2 separate regions of the Ovis aries genome follow, and region 1 is linked to region 2. The links are chromatin contacts, called in public Hi-C maps. All regions are on one chromosome and are shown on one strand. The core of a region is the stretch at or near the end of the contact, and the rest is flanking DNA. Distances in the headings are between cores, read along the strand shown. Region 1 holds the start of LOC101122633 (myeloid-associated differentiation marker-like). Region 2 has its middle 32 kb from the start of TRNAC-ACA.

Region 1 (2,829 bases), core at 227-2,726, 270 kb before region 2:
ACTGGGTGTCTCAGGGCCCCTGGGACCCTGGGACCCCCCTAGTCATCTCCACTCTGCCCCCTGCCCACCCCAGTCCCGGGAGCATCCTCAGGGCTGTCTCCTCCCAGGGGTCCTGCAGGGGCCTCCTCTTTCAGCTTTTGCTTTTAAAAAGGGGCTGATCATCCATCCATCCCCACCCACTCCCCGGGATGCCCTGAAAGGCTCCATTCAGCATCAGACACAGCATCCTTGTTCATTTCCAATCCCTTGGTTCCCAGCTTGGAAGCTGCGAACCAGTCTCCCAGGCCAGGAAAATCCTGCTCAGGTAGGACTACTCCTAGATCTTTCCAGACTTCCACCTGGATGGCAGCTTTGGAGCTTAAGAGCCGGACATGTTAATTTATTCTATGGTTCCTCCATGATCCTCTACCTTGGAGTCGTGCTGGATTGGGGTCTCTCTCCCCAGTGTGCAAGAATCACATGTTAAGGTAAAACTCGGAGGAGGGGATTCAGAATAGTCCCTACTTCCCATGTCATCTCGTCCCTGTGGCCTTGCTCTCACCCCATGGCTCCTCCCTGTTCACCCCTGAAGCTGCCCTCCTCCGGGTGGGGTTGTGTCCCTTCAGACGGCAGCTCCTTCTAGTGATGGCTGCAGGGAGGCAAGGCCAGGACCCGTATGTCTTCAGGTTGCTGTGGAAGGAGGCCGTGGCCTTGAAAGTGTATCCTGGGTCCCAGAGCCTTGAGCTTTGGTCCTGAGCTCCCACCCATGGGCCCTTTTGACATGTCAGCTATAGAGCAAAGCCTTCAAACCCGCAGCTTTGGCACTGTTATTTGGGTTCCCATTTCCTAGTCATGCACCCTTAGTAGGCGAGTGTGCTCAGTCGTGTCCGACTACTGGCAGCCCCATGGACTATATCTTACCAGGCCTTTGTCCATGGGATTTTCCAGGCAAGAATACTGGAGTGGGCTGCCATTTCTTTCTCCAGTGCCACCTTAGGAAAGGACTTAATTCCCCCAACTTTAGTTTTCTTGTCTGTAAAAGGGGGTTAGTAGTAAAATCCACAGTCCCTTTTCTGAAACCCTGTGGGTCAGATATGCTCCAGGACTCCGAATTTTTCAGCTTCATTTATGTAACATGGTGCTTCTATCCTACATGACATAATACCCCACTGGGGTCTGAAATACCTTGTAATCAAACACATTCGTGTTTCTGCAACTGAATTTTGAACATTCACACTACATGAAATGAAGACCATAAATGGTCTGTGTCTGTTCATTTTAAATTTTGTTACCAAACAATTTTTTTAAAAAAATTCTTGTCCAATTTTCAGAACTTTGAAAGGTTGGGGTTGTAGATAAGGGTCAGGCTACCCTATGTCTCCGTAGATAATGGCATACAGCAGAAAGAGGTGAAGAAATAAATGTTCATGGTCTGATGCCAGACCCAACCCAGCTGTGAGCTTTGGGATAAGACAAGTCTTGTGACAAGGTCAAGGGGGATGGGTGAAGGAGAACCATTCGGGAGTGATGTGCTTCTGCCCGAGTGTCTGAGCCATTGAGTCCAACTCCACAGATCCTGAGCCTCAGCCATCACAGGGCCCTGAGCCTTTTCCTGGCATCTGACTTAATTCACCTCCAGGGCTGGACTTTTCTCGGGTGAATCCTCAGCGAAGACCTCTGCCATACCGGTGACCAGGACCAGAACGACTACCACATGATCGTCCTCAGGCCCTGGGCTCCCCAACCATTATGGGCTGCTGCCTGCGACAGCTGCAGCTGTTCTCCACCTGCATGGCCTTCTCGCTGGGGGCCAGCGTGGGCACCTGGAAGGGGGCCATAGGTAACTGGTCCATGTTCATCTGGTGCTTCTGCTTCGTCCTGACCCTCCTCATCCTCATAGTTGAGTTATGCGGGCTGGAGGGCCACTTCCCCTTCTCCTGGGACAACTTTCTCACCACCTGCAACTGCTACTCCGCCCTCCTCTGCCTCTCAGCCTCCATCATCTACCCCGTCATCTACATTCAGTTCTTGTTCAACAGCCACAACTGGGACCGCACCATCATCTCCACTGCATTTTCCTGCATCGCCTTTGTGGCTTATGCCATGGACGTGACCTGGACTAGGGCCCAGCCCAACATGATCACAGGCTATATGGCCACCGTGCCAGGCCTGCTTAAGGGGCTGGAGACCATCGTGGCCTGTGTCATCTTTGTCTTCCTCAGCAACACCTCCCTGTACTCGCACCAGCCGGCCCTGAAGTGGTGCGTGGCTGTGTATTCCATCTGCTTCGTCTTGTCATCCGTGGCCATCCTGGTGAACCTGGGCAAATGCGACAACAGGCTGCCCATCCCCTTCTCCATTTTCCAGGTTGTGTTGACCCTGCTCTCCGTCCTCCTCTATACCACTGCTCTGCTCCTCTGGCCGCTCTACCAGTTCAACGAGGAGTTGGGCAGGCCGCTCCAGTGGTCCAGTGACGTGAACTGCAGCAGTGGAGTCCCCACCTCTGTGTGCATCTGGGACCAACAACTGGCTGTGGTTAGTTTGACAGCCATCAACCTGCTGATTTATGTGACTGACCTGGTGTTCTCTGCCCGCCTGAATTTTAACAGAGGCTGAGGCTTTGCCCAAGGGATCCCAATTCCTCCCTTGTCTCACCTGAAGTTCATTACCAAGCTCTAGTGTCCTCTTTCTGGCTCTCCTCTCTCCCTTCTCACGTCCTTCTGCATTCGTCTCACTCCCTTTCCCATTTCTTTTCACCTTCTGCTCTATCTCCTTCCTGTTTTCTTTGGTTGCCCACATTCTGTTTTGCCTTTTACTCTTGCTTCTCTCATCTTTTCTACATTTTCTGCT
Region 2 (2,732 bases), core at 103-2,602:
GAGGCTTACTGCTCTTCCTGAGGAAAAATACTTTAGCTAATGGCTTTCATGCTTTTCTAAGTATGAGAAGAAGCAAGAACAGAGTTCATAAAAATTTCTCCTAAAAAACTATCACTATCTGAGTGCAGGTTCTCCTGGTTTTCCCAGAGCACAAAATGCCTCATCCTTAGTCTCCCCCCTGAATTCCTTCCAGGATCGACTGTAGGTCAGTGACCTCAGTGGCTAATGACTTGATTCTTGTGCAGCTGGGTGGTAGGTGACATTTTTTACTGCACAATTCCCTTCCTTTTGATCTTAATTTCAAACAAGGTTTGGGAGGCTTTTTTTGGCTAATTTGTCCCAGGGTTCTAGAAATGCTCATTCCAAAACCAATCCAGGATTTTGTTGTTAGGTCACGAATGAGCTGTTACTCACCCATTCCTGGTGGGCCAAATCCTCTGGACCACCTGCCTTACTAGTATGTCAGCTCCAGGGAATGGCTCCCTCGTGTTGCATCTTTCCTTTCTGTATCCAGAGTCACACTATTAGAACTTTACATCAGATCAATCATTTCAAGTCACTTGGTCATCATGATTGTTTATTATAGGCTCACTCACTCATTTGTTAATGCAAGAAACAAGAGTCTTATAAAATAAGCAGAATAAGTAACATGGCTAGTGACATTAATAAGGTCCTAAATAAGTAAGTAGTAGTATCTTCTAAGGAGTTACATGCGTGCACCAGAGAAACTCAACTTTACGTTTGAGTGGGTATTTCTGCCCTTGATAAGGGCTGGTTAACGCATAATACAGATGCACAAAGCATACTAGAATGGAGGGAAGAGGCCGAAAAAGACAGAAAATTTTTATTTTTAAATTTTTCTTATCTTGCTTTAAAATACAAATTTTATTTCAGTCCTTCTTAGGATTTCCCCGTGATGTGGACGGCCTCCTAGGAGCCTTCTCCCTCCACCCCACCTGCCTCTGGGTGAAGATCACACGCTTCATCCCGGTACACGAGTGAGGGGCAGCAGAGGGGGTCCTTCCCCTCCCCTCCCCCACAGCTCTGCTTGCCTGGCTCCCCTGGCCCTGGTGACTCCAGGATGCTGAGCTGGAGGCTTTGTGGTTGAGGACAGGAGATTGAGGGGCCTTCACAGCCACCAGTTACTGTAAAGGGCTGTGGTCTCGATGCAGGGAAGCACATGGTCACACACACATGCACACACACTTACCTGCCCTGAGTATACACACAGGCCCACACTGTTCTGGAGAGGCATCCAAGTGCTGTCACGGCCCCTTTAAGAGTTAGAGGAAAAGATGCTGGCACTGGGGTGGAGCCCAGCCTCTTGTGTCACAGGCTGGGCCACACTCCCAGGCTCTGGTCCAGTTGTGGCTGGGAGTCAGTGGGAGGGGCTCCCAGGGACCTAGCTTTGGTGAGGGTGGGAATTGCCTAGGACCTCCTGAGCTCTAGACAAATTGGGCGCAATTAGAGTATGTGGATTTGGTTCTGGAGTGTTTTGTCTTTGTCTTTTTCTTTCACTTTTATAATGAGGTTAAAAAGCTACATTATGAATGTGGAAGAAGGAACAATGTTATTCTCAATGATTGACAGCAGGGGCTGATGGGAACCAAAAGCTCTGGGATTAAAAAAAAATATTGTATGCATTTTATAGATTGCATTATGCCTGAGTCCCAGAGAATCAGGAAGCAGCAGCAGAAAGCAACCAGCACACAGAAGCACACATGCGGCCTCCCCTGGTGGCGCAGTGGGTAGAGTACACCGGCCAGTGCAGGGCACATCCCTGGTCCAGGAGACTCCCACACGCAGCAGAGTGACTAAACCTGTGTGCCACAACTACTGACACCTGTGTGCACTATAGTCAGTGCTCTGCAACTAGAGAAAGCCCACTCACAACAGCGAAGTCTCAGCACAGCGAAAACGCAATCAATAAATAATTTAAAAAAATTCTTTATAAAAAAAGAAAGAACTGTGTGTCACTGCACACTCAAGCAATGCAGTTCTTTTGACGATGGGAACAGCAACTCCTTCCCCTCTCCAAGCAACCTGCCCAAGAAAACTTGAGAAGAAGCTTCTCCTTTAAGAACAGGGTCACCCAGTAATTTTTGCCCTCCCAATCAGAAAAAAGATGAGAACAGAAAAAAAAAAAAAAAGCAGGCTAACATCACTTTAAGGCTGGTGGGTCCATGCTCTTCTCCCTGCAGAGGCAAGACTTCAGTTTCGATCACTGAGGCAGGAGGGCCACATCGCTGCCCCTCACCAATACAACCCTAGGGTTCTTCACCAGCTCCTTTTGTGATTCCCCAGAGCATAGCTGGGATGGAAGTTATTGACCCCTGGCTTCCTCCAAGATGCCCTCTAGGGAGTGGGTGTTTAGTGAGCCTGCAAAAATTCTGGAGCCACTCTCAGGTGGGGCTGAGCACTAGGTGGGGCCCAGGGGCCCAGGGTCTATGCATTAAATATCCTGCCAAGTGGGAATTACTGATCTCCAGAGACTTTTTTTAAAATTTAAATGGGAGGCATATTGTACACCACCCTCCAGTGCTCCACTGGGAGAGAGTGTCCAGTGACTTACCACTCACCTTCACTCTCCAAAAAAACACAGACAATTGCCAACTAAGGCACCCCCAGGTGGACAGACATCCTTTGGCAAGGAGGCCCCTCTGGAGGCCCAGGGTGAGACCGCTGCACAGGGGGCTGTGTGATGTGGAGTCAGCACCGTAGGAGCTGGGAGG

Evidence for each region. Hi-C and Micro-C count contacts between places; a contact is called where the count stands out from the background.
Region 1: a contact with region 2 is called in a Hi-C map of liver, with 12 times the contacts expected there. The contact joins the promoter of LOC101122633 here to the enhancer-like site in region 2. A contact is called at or near these places in 2 of 16 Hi-C or Micro-C datasets (liver and tail adipose tissue).

What each region holds. Positions count from the first base shown.
Region 1 is chr18:19,597,912-19,600,740 of ARS-UI_Ramb_v3.0, reverse strand. It overlaps LOC101122633 (myeloid-associated differentiation marker-like), which reads left to right and starts at 1,476. Exons shown (of 1, transcript XM_012098452.5): 1 at 1,476-2,829. The coding sequence starts at 1,729. The coding sequence ends at 2,595. It overlaps LOC114109097 (myeloid-associated differentiation marker-like), which reads left to right and starts at 1,476. Exons shown (of 1, transcript XM_027957496.3): 1 at 1,476-2,829.
Region 2 is chr18:19,329,686-19,332,417 of ARS-UI_Ramb_v3.0, reverse strand. It overlaps the pseudogene LOC121817143. Among named protein-coding and RNA genes, the nearest start is that of TRNAC-ACA, 32 kb to the right of the region's middle. Within about 2 kb of position 1,352, at least 5 of the 54 cell types and tissues checked have an H3K27ac peak or open chromatin away from gene starts, as enhancers often do. A contact at or near this core is called in liver, where this site is marked.